2 separate regions of the Mus musculus genome follow, and region 2 is linked to region 1. Evidence: chromatin contacts called from public promoter capture Hi-C data. All regions are on one chromosome and are shown on one strand. The core of a region is the stretch at or near the end of the contact, and the rest is flanking DNA. Distances in the headings are between cores, read along the strand shown.

Region 1 (7,932 bases), core at 3,354-5,853:
CTGGCTGGTACAGAGGAGCCAGTACATACAAGTGGGAATGGGCTGACGGGAAAGCTTGCTAGGTAGACAAAACAGAGGAGCCTAAGAGAACCATGTCTGATGTGCTCCAGGTGTGGACAGCTTCAGTAACCAGAGGCCAAGTAAACAACCTGTAAACAAGTAAACAACCTGGAGGGGGGAGGGGAATGGGGAGGATGACAAGGCAACTGCCACTCTCACTTCTGGGCAGATACCATGGCTACTGAACAGGGAGGCAAAGAGAGGCAGGGCGTCCAAGGAGGAAATGGGAACAGCTGTCCAGCAAAAAAGGAGGAGACCTGGTGCTGGGTGGAGACATCCAGTCTGATCCAGGTTAGAAGGAAACAGACAGATGGATCAGATGTTTGGGATGGGGAAAGGCAAAACCATGGACACTCAGAGCTCTGGCTTTAACCAACGAGTTTGTATAAACTGTTTATGTTCTATGAGACGGGGCGTACTCAGCCCAGGCTGGCCTCAGTCTCCCCAGTGCAGGGACTGCAGGTGTGGCCCGGCCCAGCTTACCCTTCATCTTCACTCTCTTCCATGCTCTTTCGCCCACACTGACTTCAGCCCTCAGCAGCTTCTAACTCGGATGCAGACTGCAGCGCATCAAACCAGGACCTGCCGGAGCCACCCCTCTCTTCCCAGCCCCCCTCCTTCCTGAAGAGCCTGGCTCTGAGGCCCTCCATCAGCAGCACCACTCACAGAACAACTTCCTATCACCGGGCTTTTAAAAACAGGTACTTTCTCTAGCTTGAGTTTATCACTGTTTAAAACGTTGTGCTAGTTAGCAGTAATTATGTAAATGCAAGCAGCCATTTCTATTTTTAAAAGGGAACCCCATTTAGCATTCTTACATCCTGAGATGTTTAAAATAGCTAGTCCAGTGGTGCCTTCGCTTTATTCAAACTGTTTGCGGGTTTAAATACAGGTTCAGCAGAAACCAAAGTAAGCCAAACATTTGCTTTCTATTAAATGTCTAAATCAGAGGATTAAAAAACAAACTACTTTACATTTGACAGAAAGCGGCCATCAAATCAGCACCATGGCAGCACACTGACTGCCAGACAGCAATGACATTGGAGAAAGAATCAATTTAGGAAAGGATGGATGGATTTCTTTAAACTCTTCAAAAAGGGAGAAAATACATTTGAGCAAATCTTTTAATTATAGCATCTTCCAAAGAACCTACAAAGCCTTTCTTCTTCCCAAACCTAATGCTTTTTAAAGGCAGCTTTGCCCCTTAATTCCACATGAAATATTCAGTACAGCATAATTAAATTTTATTCCATGCTATTTTTACTGGGTTCACTGAAATAGAGGGTGCCCGCATCTTTAAAACAAACTTCCCAGCAACTTAGCTTACACAATAAATAGCTGGTTCTCAAAACTAAACTTAAAATGCAAAACCTACTTTAAAGGCCCCTGCCACTGCAGGGCAGTCACGCAGGTACTGAAAAGACAGGCTCGATCCCACGTCCCACCAACCTTCACAGAAGCTACCAACCCAGCTGTTTCCCTGTCTTTGCCGCAGGCACCGGGCAGCTCATTTTTCGGTTTCTCTGTGGTGGGAAAGGTGGCAGAAGTGTAGCCAAGCACCACCTGCGGCTGAGAGACCTGTGGTTTCACTATTTGGATAACTAGTTCTTGGTAAGTGAGGAGTAGGCCTGATGGTTTGGAATTTTTATACAAACTGAAATCATAATCACTCTTGCAGTTAGGATCAGTAAGTGGGTTACGGAGTCCAACACAAGAGACGGGGAAGTGCTAAGTACCTCAAACAGTAGACAGGACAGCTCATTCTGCCAAAGTAGCCAAGCACTATGGCCATTCATGTGGGCTCAAGAGAAAAATAATTCACGGTGATGTAAAACTCCACTAGGAACAACATCTTCACCCTGGATTTTGCCAACCTGAGATTGCCTCTGCTGACAGGATTACAGAGTTCAAGGTTTATGGATCACAGCCAGACTGTCCGATGTTTTACAAAGAGGGCAAGCAAACCGACAACCACGATTTGCACAACAGACACTAGAAATTTTAAGGACAGCCACCAGAAAAGAGGCTCGGGACAGCTCTCCTGAACCTCTGGTGCCAGACTACAACAGACAACAGTTCAGACATGTTTTCGGCTTTAATGAAGCTGTTGGGCTTTCAGAGGCTCAAAACTTATCTCAATCCGTTCGTCTTTGCAGAGTCACCTTTACTAACAACCGAAAAGGTCCTCATGGCACACATCTGTAGCACTCCGGAGGCAGTGGCAGGAAGAACTCTGAGTTCAAGGCCTGGTCTACACGGTGAGTTTCCAAGACAGCCGGGGTACAAAGACACGCTCTCAAAATAAACATACAAGGTGGCACTCAGGAAGAGAAGGGAGGGGATCAGAAACGAAAGACTGTCCTCGGCTATACTGCAGCTAGAAAACCAGCTGGAGTCAAGTCTCAAAGGGGCAGAAGGGGAAAGCAGCAGATGCTACCTACCAAACTCACCAAAGTGGCTGATGCTTGAAGCCTAGAGCGCTGTTACCACAACCACCAGTGCAGGGGACTCAGCTCAGCTGCTCTGAGAAATGGACATGAACCAAAAGCAAAGACGAGCAAGGTACACGACCACCGCTATTTAACTTTCATAGGACAGGAATGGGTATTATCTAATATACAGCCACCTCCGTCACACACGCCAACGTCTTCTCTGAAGACGCTCTGCTGTTTCCATCCACAGTCCGACGTTTCTGTAAGGCATTCTGCTATCTTCTCAAGAACTTGCCCTTACCGAGGATCTCTTTCAAATAGCTCAGCGGCACTTAGAAAAAAATGCTGCACATCTCTCTGCCGCCAAGGTTTATCTGCAGCACAGCATGCACCCAGAGCGCAGTCACTAAGCCTCACAGAAGCAGTCCCAGTTACTCGGGAGCCATTATGGTGCCAATGTAGTCAAGGCAGTCATCACTTACAGATGAGCCCATGCTGCCTGAGCCCTGGTTTCTTCAGGCCTAACAATGTCAACTCCAGAACAGCTGATAAAGGTCTAGAAGAAGGGAACTGTCTACGGGGTATCAAAGAATTATTATGCATGAACAGCCCGATGTCAGCACAAGTCCTCTCAGTGCAGAGGACAGCAGCCTTTTCAAACGGGCATGTTACAGGAGCTGTGTGCTAGAGGTGCTGGGCTGCTTGCAGAATGGTTAGGACCAGGGTCTGTGTTCTCACTGGGACCCTCCACTAGATCAACCCTTGATCCTCTTACATCATCTAGCTCATGAAAAAGGGACAGTGTTCTCCCTTCTCATCCTCAGCATAAAGAAGCAAGGTGACAAGTGTCTGGCATGTCACTTTCTTTTTTTTTTTTTTTTTTTTTTTTTTTTTTTTTTAAGATTTATTTATTTATTATATGTAAGTACACTGTAGCTGTCTTCAGACACTCCAGAAGAGGGAGTCAGATCTTGTTACGGATGGTTGTTAGCCACCATGTGGTTGCTGGGATTTGAACTCTGGACCTTCGGAAGAGCAGTCAGGTGCTCTAACCCACTGAGCCATCTCACCAGCCCGGCATGTCACTTTCTTAAACTGAAGTACATGAACCTCAAGGAGCTTCCGTGTATTTCAATAACTGTACTTAACAGTAGCTGGCAGACTAGATGAAGATGTGCGTTAGAGGGGTCTGAACTGGAGTTCTGCCGTTCTAAAGGAACATCTGGGGATCCCTTACTCACTGTGAAAGCAGACAGACAGACAGACAGACAGTAGTACATTGTCTTCAGTCTAAGTGTATGAGAAGCAGCTACGAGATTACAAAACTGCAGAGCTGAAACACAATGCCATGGACTGCCCCCTCTCTCTCTTCAGGCTGCACACAGCGGTAAGTATACAAATAGGGAGAATACTTACACATTATGATGCTGGAAAAGCGCAGAAAGTGTTTCTAACATCAAATAGCCAGAGACATGGAACGAAGCCAAAACAGAAGGTGGTCTGGGACAAGTGCCAGGTCTACCTGCAGTGGAAACTCACATACTGAAGGCAAACATTTCAGTCTTCAGCAAAATGCTAAGTGGACACCTACACCCGATTTGATCCAGGTGCATTGATTATAAAGACACTCTTCAAGAAAACCCGGCAGTATCAAAGCAGTATGTGTAAACTCAGTCTCATCTTTGTAACTTTGTTGTTAAATTATGAAGCTAACCCAAAATAAAGGTGGCTTTTTTTTCTTTTCTTTCTTTCTTTCTTTCTTTTTTTTTTTTTTTTTTTTTTTTTTTTATGTACCAAAGGCAGGGCTTGCTGTTAAGCAGAGGAAACACGACTTTCTTTTAGCAGCCATCCAGGAAGGTTCATCTGTCGTTGGCCCTTGAGCTCATCTTTTACCTTCATTCTCTTCAGGGTCTCACACACAGGCTAGGCTCCCTCCCTACTTCACAATGGCCACATAAGGCAGAGCCATGTCCCCAGGCCCTAAAGCTGTAGAGCTAGAGACAGATTCAGTGTCTGCTTTACCTGATGCCAAAATCCAAAGTACTAGAATCTGGCCAGGGTACCTCGGAGGGAAAGCTGGCTACAGAGAACACCAGGGAGCACATAAGGTCATCAAGACCTACCTACCCACTGAGTTGGGGCCAAGCTGTGCCTGTAAATCACACAAAGCTAGCAGGCAGGACCTTTTCTTAATCCAGGAACTGACAGCAATGCCCCATCTCAAAAAGGCAGAGTAAGGAATGCATCTGAAATCATTTCATAGATCCCCCTGGGAAATCTAAATGGCAGCAAGCCCATCTGAGAAGCCCCCCACTCAGAGCACTGCTTTCAACTTGACTGAAGCTGTTGCTAAGTCAACCCCATGGCCCAGGCTTAGTGGAGTAACTAACTGGCAGGCATGAAACACAAGAAAAAAGACAAAATTCAAGTGGGTGTAAATCAGCAACCAAGGGGCCTTCAAAATCACAAGGAAAGGCTGGCAAAAATCTCCATGTAAAGTGACTCCTCTTTAAAGGCTCCTGGGTCAAAGTTCCTCTGCCTGATGTCCTCTGTGTACCAGCAGAGGGCACTAACTCATGCAATCACTCTTGAAAAGCTTATGATATGTAATACAAACTACAGGAACACTGAATGAGAACTAGACTTTAAATGGATGACGTGCTAAATATGCGATTTTAACCGTGACTTAAAACAATCCGTTTCACTGAACCCCATAAAACTTAAAGGTACACACACATACACACAGCAGAAGCATATATATGTATGTAAACAACAGCAAGCCAATCAGATCTTTAGAGTGATAAAAAGACATTTCAAACTAAAAGCAGACATGAAGAACTTGACTTCTCTTCCATCTTTGGCCTGAGCGATCTGTAACCTGGTCCACCTCTGCCAGCTCCTTTCACATAGGCACACAACAGGAACACCAACCAAGAAAGACTAGTTGATTTCTTAATATAAGAAGCCGTGCTTGATGAATCAGGAAGGAGACGTTGACTGTAACAAAGTCATAGTGCACTTTATTAAGCGGAGCTTCAACCCCTCTAAGAATAAAGAGCATGCAGTTGTGTTCACTATGTCCTGGGTTGCTGTTCCAAGCAAGTTACCACACCCTTACCAGGATTACCACGTGTTACCCTGCACCAGGATTTACTCACGCACACAATTCTGAGGGGTCTGTGAGCTCTGCCTCGTTAGCCACTTCCTGCAATTACATTCTCAGCTCAAAACCTATACTTCTTCATGCGCTTCCACCGGAGGGAAAGGCCACTCAGTGACATGCCTGGTGCAGGCAGCACCACTACCACAGCTTTACCCTCTGGGTTTGTTGTGTGACACACAAAGGTTTGGACTTCGTGTTCCTTAAAAATGGCTATGTCTGGTTTGATCGAAGCTATTAGACACTTCCCAAGTGAGGACAACTTGGGTTTGATTGGCTCTTTGTCCTGGTTTTAGTGGACTGCTTCTGTGTGTAATAAGCAAAGTTTACAATTGAGATGCACAAAGCTGACAGGTGAAATGCACTACCCTGGAGAAGTTTGACGCTGCAGACTTGTCATCAGAAGGCACCATCACTACAGACTCACCTTGAGATAATGGCCCACATCACAGTCTTTGTTACAAAACAAAAACTAAAGAGTTGCAGGAGTGACCACCGAGAATACACAAAGGGCAAAGATGGAGAGTGAAGGCTGCTGGGCCAGGACTTTTGTTGTCATTCTCTATATGTGGACTTGCAAGCATAACAACTGGCCCATGAGTGCTCTGGGCAACATAGGAATACCACAGAGTACACCTATCCCATACACTAAGCCAGTCCTGGGACCACGAAGTCCTAAACTCTCATGAGGCAGCTACTGATGGCCAAGATGTCGTTCCCTCCAGCCCCACTTGTCCTGGCTAACACCTGCTCACTAGACAGCGCGTGGGCACTGGGATTACTGGGTAACTGAAGAACTGGGCACTGGGAACTGTCAGTCACTGCGATCACTGGGTAACTGAAGACTACTCAGGGCCTCTGCTGGCTTTTCCATGTCCCTGGACTCTCCTCAGTGACGGTGATACTACGCCACGCCAGTGCAGTGACTCACATTCCATCTGTCTGCTGCTGCACCATAAACACCACACTCACAGTGGCTCTGCGATTCATGATCCCATCATCTTGGATACTCTGGCTTCTCGTCCCTCCCTGAACTAGCTGCAAAACAAGACTTCCTACATGGTAATTTTCAATGGCATACAGCCCATAACAGCAAGTTAAAGACTGAGAAAAACGCAACACTAGTGGCCCACTCGTTCACTGAACAGCATTTATTGATGTAACAGGAGCTGCCTGTATGCTGGCGACAGAGACAGCAACAGGCCCTGCTCTCACGGAGCTTCCATTCTTTGGGAGGCAGTAATCAACACATAAACAGGTCATTGCTGTGGTAATAAGAAAGGGAAGTTTGCTGGGGGGAACAGGGGCACAGGGAATACATGGTGCAGGCCACTCCCCAAGGTAAGTGGCTGCTGTACTCTTTCACAGTCACTCTGGATGAAGTTTAATAGGTCACTCAAATCTCTTTCATTCTTAGTAACATTCAGTTCATGTAAACTTGGGGTTTAAAGTACAGTTAACTCACTAACAGAACTGTCCTGAGACAATCAGGAGCTGGCAGGGCAGCGCGCTCCCCCTATGCGCTCTGCTGGCTTCCGCCCCATGTGTCAGCCCTCAGGGCTCCAGCTCTGTGGGCCCCTCTTCTTGCTGCGCCCATGAACAAGTGTGTGCTGAGAGCCTGAAATAAACAGGTGTGAAATGGGTCAAGACCGTCGCTTCTATTTCTGTTTTTAACTGAAGAAAATGTGCCCCACTTCCAGAGGCAGAGAAAGAAGAGAACATGGGAATAAAGGCCAACTAAAGTATATTTTATACACACATGAGTGTGTACATGTACATGTGTCTCTACCCCACACATGACCTATTTCCCTAAGGTAAGTCAAAATTGGGCCTTATGTAAATATCTTTTTGACAATGTTACAGTATAACTTTTATTAAACTATAACTCTGAGAGACCACAAAACTTTTAAAAAATCAAATTAGAAGTTAAAAGTTAAAAAAAAATCAAGGTCCAAGCTCAATTAACACTAATTTTACAGACGGTTCTTACTCTGCATATTCAGCACACTCCTGGAGTTTTTGTGTTTTTCTGACATGGCGTCCCAGGGGAGCCGTTAGGCACAATGAGCTCTCTAATTCAGATTAACATGTCTAAGTACATACTGATAGAGCAGGCGACACCTTGAGAGTGTGCTAGAGTGTGTCTGTGATGCACAGCACTGAGAAGGCCGGCTTAACTCCCAGCACCTCCAGCTCAGCACCACAGGCCAGTTTCCCAGATTCGAAAAATATAGTATTTCTAAGGGATGCTGAAGGCTTAAGTCAAGGACACTTTTTAAT
Region 2 (7,932 bases), core at 2,533-5,032, 160 kb after region 1:
TCTCTCTCTCTCTCTCTCTCTTCCTTATGGATTCTGGGGATCAAACTTAGATCGTCAGACTTGGCAGCAAGCTCCTTCAGTCACTGAGCCATACTGCTAAGCTGTGCTGAGTTTCCTGACCGAGGAAGCAATGAGTCCAGCTGCCTCCTCAGGTTCCCACCATCTAGGTCTTCCCAAGGATGGACCACACCTGGAACTGTGAGCGGAACTAAACCTTTCTCCCTTAAGTCGCTCTGGCCTGGTGTTCTGTCTGGATGAGGAAAGGGGTTAGTACAGTCACACTTAAACTAAGTCATTAAGTTCTCACTTAAAGTAAGTACATTTAATTGCTGTTTCCTGAAATTAAATTTCAACTCAATAAGTCCTTTATTTAATGTGGCAGACCTATCTCCGGAACACACTAGAAGGAAGGATCCCAAAATTGTATTAAGTCATCAAACAAGCAAAAGAAACTTCCTGGTTGTCTGCAGAGTGGCTAAGTGAGAGTGGAACAACTTAGGATCGTTATGAATATGTGACACTGGAGATGAGTGCCTTTAGATTTATACTGTTTGAAAAGAGAGAGCCCGGGCATGGTGCTCACAGTCAAATCCCAGCACGTGTGATGTTAAGGTGGGAGATCACGAGTTCAAAGTCCTCCTCCGATACATAAGGAGTTCAAGTCCCGCCTGGGTTATACAAGACCCTGCCACAGAAAAATAGAAAATGAAAATAAAAACAAATAATAAAGATGCAAGCTTTCGACAACAGTTGCATGTGTGTGTGTTCTGTATGAGCACTCACGATAGCTTTTGTGCGTGCATAAAATAGACAAGTGTATCCATAGTTACAGAAACAAAGGTCTGGGGGACTAGAAAGATGGCTCAGAGGTTAAGAGCATTGACTGCTCTTCCAGAGGTGCTGAGTTCAATTCCCAGCAACCACATGGTGGCTCACAACCGTCTATAATGGGAGCCGGTGCCCTCTTCTGGTGTGTCTGAAGACAGCTACAGTGTAGTCATATGCATACAATAATAAATAAAAACTTTTAAATAAATAAATAAATGGTCTGGAGAGCTGGCTCAGTGGTTAAGAGCACTGGCTGGCCTCACAGAGAACCCAGGTTGGTTCCCAGCAGTCACATGGTGACTTACAACCCTCTGTAACTCTCATTCCAGGAGATCTGGTACCTTCTCTGACATCCTCAGGCCCCAGGCATGCAGGTGGTGCACATACATACACGAATAAAAAGAAACCTCACACATAAAATAAATCTTCAAACATGCATCATGTGTGTATTAACCTAAGTTTTGCTTTGCCCCTAAACTACAGGTAGCTTTAGAAGGTGCCAGGCCCTGAACAATAGAGCCCTTTCAGCACTTTCTCTGGTTCCAGGAGCATGTTGGATGTGTGTTTTTTAACGTATAAATTTGTACAGCCCTTGGTTCTCATTATTTTGCCCATGGCACATCAGGGTTTTTTGGAGGGGAGAAAGGAAAACAACCAACCCTGGAAATACATCCATTCCCCCAGCTCTCCATTTGTCACAGACACTTTCCAAGGAAGTGCCGCACAAAATATCGTGGGCCCGAGAGAGGCCGGGCCCAGAGCATCCCTGAGTTGTTATTTATTTTGTCTGAGTGGTGATAAAAACCAGGCCATTCTCAATCACAGAAACACAGACCTGGGCGTCGGGAAACACGCCTCATGTTCCACTTACGTAACATCTACCAGCTGTGTTTCCTTTCCCAAGCAAAGGAGGTACTGCAAGGATTTCTCTGCCCAAGTGAGCACTGCAGGCCAGTTAATATCTACAAACCTAAGGAAAATTGAGACATCTCAACACTGTAGACACACACACACACACACACACACACACAGAGAGAGAGAGAGAGAGAGAGAGAGAGAGAGAGAGAGCCGCACCCCTTGCACGCGCATGAAATTTCAAAAACCAGAAAATGTCAGCAGGTAGTTTAGCCCTAACCACAGCTCTGCGAAGGAAGGGAGAGAAGAAAAGTCTATAAACCTGCAGGAGGAGAGCTGACGGGGCATGGCTGTGGATGCCGTCGTGTAGGGAGGCCTACCATGCTTTAACAAAATAATAAAAAGCTGCTAATTTACAACCTGGGTCAACAGCCTACTGCAGGCTGACTCCACACACCTAGATGTCTCCCGCCAAAAGATCCTAAGAGGAGTGAGCACCTTGGAAGGGACGTGACACAGGCCCAGATGGCGCACATCTGGCCAAGAATTAGGATGAGAAAGAAATCAACCTCTCCTATCTGCAGACAGGTGTCGGGGTCTCCCAGGATACCAGCTTATGACGGGCAAGCGGATGGCTGTGTGGAGGAACAACAAGGACCCCTGAGAAAAGACTCAGGTCATGTGAACCAACAGGTGGAGGGGCCTACGCTGCTGCCCACCACTTGATAACATAATTTCAAAGACACTTAAAATATTTAGATTATTGTAACCAAGACGTTTTTAATAAGGCACCAAACAGCAGGCACCAGGTTGAAATCAATTAGACTCCACTGCTAAATTATACAGGAGAAATTTCCAGCAGAATGGCTCTGAGGTAGGAACCACAGGTATATATGCACGCCAGACGCAATTAAGAACCAAATGGATATTGCCTCCTCATTTATGCGGCAGGGAAAAAAAAAAAAAAAAAAAAGGCCAGGTGCTCCTACATTCAGGGCAATGGTTAAGAAAAGACAAAACATGACAGAAACAGAAGATAAGGCAGCCTCTGTGGACCACAAAGGGTGTAGGTAACCACTTTGAAGGTTTCCTGAGCACACATAAGTCAGCAAGTGGGTCCACCAGCGGCTTCCCTTGTGGGTGGGCCCCGGGAGAGATGCGTGCCTGGGCTCAGGGTGGCTTTACAACAGACTCCAAAACAGGGGAAGGAGCTCAGCCATCCCGGGTTCGCCGCCACCCAGAACCTGGGCCATAAGGGTCTTATGAGTGTGGTGCGGCCCTGTTGAATACTAACCCTGCCCATACAGATACACACACACCACATAACCCCATCACTTTCACAGCCGTAAACACACACACAATATGTCCACTCACACCCACACCCCCACTCACACACATACACTGACCCACACTTGAACACACATTTATAAACACACATCCACAACCCCACACATACACCACAACCCCACTCACACCCCCACCACACTCTCACAAACCCCATACGTGCTCATACACACACACACACACACACACATATCCCACACTCTCACACATCCCACACTCTCATACACACACACCACACCCCCACTTAAACACACGGGACACCCCCACTCATACACCCCACCCCACTCATACCCTCATCACACTCTCACAAACCCCACACACGCTTACACACACACACACACACACACACACACTTACACACAACACTCTCACGTACACCTTACACCCTCATACACACATCCCATGCATCCACTCATACACAAACACCACACACTCGTACACACACACATGCTTGTGTACACACCCACACATGCTGGTACACACATACACAGGTTTCACACACACACACACACACACACACACACAGACTGCACACACACACACACACACACACACACACACACACACACACACACACACACGAGAGGCTGGTATACATATACACCTCCCAGCTTCCGGCCTCGGCCGCGCGGGGGCGCAGTGCGCAGGCGCGTCCCAAGGGCTGCTGTGCGGCTCCGGGCCGCCAGGGGCCGCTGTGACGTGGGCGGGAGGCGCGCGGGAAGCGCTACGCAGCGCCGGACCCTCTTAACCACGGCCTCGCCGGTTTGGCGGGGTGAAAGGTTGCGAAGATGGCGACGGCCTTGAGCGAGGAGGAGCTGGACAATGAAGACTATTACTCACTGCTGAACGTGCGCAGGGAGGTGAGGCCCGCGGCGTGGCGTCGGCGAGGCTGAGGCCCGGCTCGGTGGTTCTGGACGGTCGGACGGGCGGCTCTGGCCCCGCAGCCGCCCCGGCAAGGCCACGGCCCGGCCCGGAGGCCGCGTGACCCCGCCGCCGTGTGCGCCTGCCAGCCGTCGAGCTGCCCGCACCGCCGCGACCCTCGCGCCCCGGCGCGGGTCCAGCGTCTGCCTGGCGCTCCGCGACCCGTGCATGGCGTGCACCGTGCCCAGGCCTGGCCCGGACCCGGACCCACGTACTTGCCGGAAGGGGGACGAGGACCCCGGGGCAGCCGCTGCAGTGGGGAACCAGGTCCCACGCTTCCCCTACATACTCCTACCCTAGGCTAGAGGGTAGGGTCATCAGCCTGAGCCAGGAGCTGGGCGATCGCAGCCCTGGACAGCAAGGTCAAGGCCACAGGGAGCCTCTCCAGGGTTCGGTCGGACCCTCAATCGCTGGTGCTTCCGAAGCAGAGGCTACCCTCCCAGGCTGGCGTTCGTGTCCTCCTCCGATCCCTTGAGCCTTTGCCCAGAAATCAGAGAGCAAGACCTCTCCAGCCTCGACTCGGGGGCCGTGGATGAGCAAGAAGTGCTAGGCCAGAGACGCACCGGCGCTCTGACCGCACTTCAGCATCCAGTGCTTGCCAGTGGATTCACGCGGTCTCCTCGAGAATAAAAAGTCACCCTTGAGGTCCGCACTGTCTGGCACGTGTATACCTCGCATACGTTCTTGTTCTCTATGGCTAGTCCGCACTTGAGCTCCGTCAGAGAAGGGTTCCCGGAAAGGCTTCCAAGGTCAGGTCACGAAAGGCATTCGAGAGGTCTGTGGCTGCTGGGTCCAAGTTGTCAGTCCTTCCACACAAGTCCCAATCCTGTCTTTTAGGGTTTCTGGTAAAGATCAAAAGTAAGGGAATTGTGCTAGCCTCAGCAAAGCTAACCCAGTTGCCAGTAAAAGTTGGTCTGTGTGCTAATAACCAATATCTTTCTGAGTGTTTTCTGCACAGCCACCTGCTGAAAGAACTGACTCAGTGTCTCTTTAAATTGTGATAGGCGCTCTCATAACAATCCAGTATGAATGAGTATATATGTATGTATACATATATATGTGTGTGTGTGTACATACATATGTGTGTATATATGTATGTATACATATATACATGTGTATATATATATTCAATCCAGTAATTATAATCGAGGGAACAAACAGGTGCAATTCGTCCCTGGGCAGTCTAACTCCAGAAACCCAGCTCTTGAACTCTACTGCCTCAGTTTACCATTCCACATACAGCAAAGCTCTTTGTCTCTATACTGTGCCCTGTATCAGCCACTGCTTACCACAGAAACTCCTCCAGGAAACGTTTCCTGGACTTCCAGGTTAGCAGTTGAATGAAACTGTAGGTTTTCCCCTGAGTTGTTTTGTTTTTGTTTGTTTTTTTTCTGCCACAGGGCCTGACACAGTGTAGTGCTGGCAAGAACTCACTGTGTAGACCAGGCTAGCCTTGAACTCGCAGCGATCTGGCTGCCTCTGCCACTCAAATGCTAGGAATAAAGGCCAGAGGCACAAGGCCCAGACATTTCCTGGTTCTTGAAGAAGCAGAGTGGTAAAAGGAACCGACCTTTCTGAGATGGGTTTGCTGTTTTCTTTCCTTTTAAATCTCTGAGTTCTGACTAGTCTGGGTTGTTAGCAATTGAGCCGCCATTCTTTACCCATTTGCCAGAGCTACTGAACCTCTACCGGTCCAGGTGTTCAGGACATGTGAGCCCTCTGGGATTTCAGGGCCTTTCATTGCTATTGCACTGGGACAGGAGCCAAAGAAACACTTCTTTTAAAGGGATGTTTTACCTCTGCCAGTGAGTGCGGCACTCTCTGCATTTATAACTAGATGAAGTCCTCACCAGACAAGCCTCTGTCCTGAGTTGTTCTTGTCAACACATCCAGTGTTGAATGCCATCGTGTCTGCTTGCTGACTTTGTGGCTGCTGCTCCTACTGCAAAGAAAGCTTTGCAGATGATGACATTGGTGTTTGCTAGGTTTCTGTTTGCTTTGTATTTTCAAACCTGAAGTTGAAATAGCATGCTTTAGCCAGAGAACAAAACAGAAGAAATCTTCATTCATGTGAGCGGGTGGGTGTGCTTGTGTGTTTGTGTTGTGTGTCTGAGCAGCTGCTGCGTTTGCTGTCTGTTCTGACCCTGGTCGAGTTCCTGTGGGAATCCTGCTCTTCCCACCAGCACTCAGAAGCACCTTCAAAGGACATCTTCAGAATGGTCAGCCTTCCACCAGGTTCAGTCTCTTCCCTAGAAAAGTTGCAAGTGGAAGCAACTCTGCAGAACTAGGCCATTCTGATTGCGGGTTATAAGCACTGAGCTGGGCTGTAGCTCCGTCCATAGAATGTTTGTCTAACATGCATGAAACCATGATCCATATCAGGCCCTGCATTTACTGAATAAACTGGGCACAGTGCCACTTGGGAGTAGAAATAGGTTGGTTTAGACATTTAAGGTGTCCTCCGCTACACAAGTAGTTTGAGGTCAGCCTGGCCTACGTGAGACCACATCTCAAAAAGGTAAAGTAAAAAGTTAAATGCAGAAGAGAATTAAATAAATAAAGTAAGAAATGCCAGAAATCTCCTAAGAATCTCCCATCTCAGGTTTTAAGCTGCACAATATCACTCTGAATTTTTTGTGTCAGGGGGTAGCCAGGATCACAAAATCCTGCCATAAACAAAACCTGTGGCCCTGGTGAGGCCCCTTCTCCACTGCTGCGGAGCTTCTGTCTGTTGGTAGAGGGCCCTCACCCTCGGGTCAGTTACCGTTAGTGGAGCTCAGGAAACCAGCTTTGCTGTGTGGTTCGCCGTGTTAGATGTCTGTCTGTCAGGACTAAAATCAAACTCATCTGACTTCTGGGGTGATTTTTTTTCCAAACTATTTGAAGAAAGAATTCCTTGACAACAAATTAGCATTAGATTTATTGATTGTTGTCTTTTTATAGATTTTTTTTTCTTTTAGACTTGTTTGAGTGCTATGCATGAATGCAAATATATGCGCTGTATGCATTCCTATGAATAGTTGTGAGCTATTGGGAGGCGAGGAACTGAACCTCAGTCATGTGCAAGAACAGCAAGTGTGCTCAACTACTGAGCTATTTCTAAGGCCCTTTTTATAGAATTCTTTTTTTTTTTTTTTTTGGTTTTTCGAGACAGGGTTTCTCTGTGTAGCCCTGGCTGTCCTAGAACTCACTTTGTAAACCAGGCTGGCCTCGAATTCAGAAATCTGCCTGCCTCTGCCTCCCGAGTGCTAGGATTCCTAAATAATATGGTCTGGTTTCTTCTTTATCACTCTCATGTTACACCCTAAAGAATTTCTTTTAGCAGTGCATTCTGAAGCAGTAAACTTATCATGAGTTCAAGACCAGCCAGGTCTACATTAAAACAAAACAAACAAACACAAAACCCTGTCTAAAGAAACCTGACTGGTCCTCATGTAGTCTTTTGACCAGCCAACCTCTTTTTCAAGGCTGTTGGGAGGTTTGGGGTACTGATGTTTGTTTCTGTTTGTTCTATTTTGTGTCTGTCAATTGTGTCTGGTTCTCTGTGTGAAGGTCGGAGGACAGCTTGCGGGAGTTGGTTCTCACCTTCTGTGATGTAGGTTTCTCTTCAGGAGGTCAGTAAAGAGTCGGGTGATCCTCTGGAGTTTCTCATGGACACATGTTCCAAGTGGGACGTTTGTGGCAGTGACTGTGAGTCAGTGCTTGCCTTGGGTCGGGTAGGGCCGGGCCTGGCTGGCCACAACCAGAATTGACCAGGTAGCTACGTTCTTCTTGTTGGCCCTAAGCCAGGAGGCTCAGGGCCAGGAATTGCAGCCCATTCTGCCTGCACCTAGCCTGCAAGTTCTTAGCAGTGGAGATGCCAGTGCTAGAGAGAACGCGTGGCTTTTGTCCCGGGGCTGCTTCTGTTGGGAGGTGCGCTGCTAGCACTGCCCGTTTTCTTGTAATTACGCGTAGTGCTTATTGTATGTGTGTGGGGGCATCATG

What was found. Promoter capture Hi-C pulls out the DNA fragments that hold promoters and counts their contacts.
Region 2: a contact with region 1 is called in a promoter capture Hi-C map of liver, with 4 times the contacts expected there. The contact joins the promoter of Dnajc11 here to the enhancer-like site in region 1. A contact is called at or near these places in 2 of 39 promoter capture datasets (the 3T3-L1 cell line and liver), 7 of 484 Hi-C or Micro-C datasets (cardiomyocytes, cerebellar granule neurons, embryonic fibroblasts and 4 more), 1 of 115 datasets of contacts at active chromatin or transcription factors (bone marrow-derived macrophages) and 1 of 9 other capture datasets (pancreatic islet).

The regions. Positions count from the first base shown.
Region 1 is chr4:151,773,663-151,781,594 of GRCm38.p6, forward strand. The region is part of intron 3 of Camta1 (calmodulin binding transcription activator 1); the gene reads right to left. Among named protein-coding and RNA genes, the nearest start is that of Gm52710, 41 kb to the left of the region's middle. Within about 2 kb of position 4,604, at least 3 of the 459 cell types and tissues checked have an H3K27ac peak or open chromatin away from gene starts, as enhancers often do. A contact at or near this core is called in liver, where this site is marked.
Region 2 is chr4:151,929,938-151,937,869 of GRCm38.p6, forward strand. It overlaps Dnajc11 (DnaJ heat shock protein family (Hsp40) member C11), which reads left to right and starts at 3,783. Exons shown (of 16, transcript NM_172704.3): 1 at 3,783-3,887. The coding sequence starts at 3,816.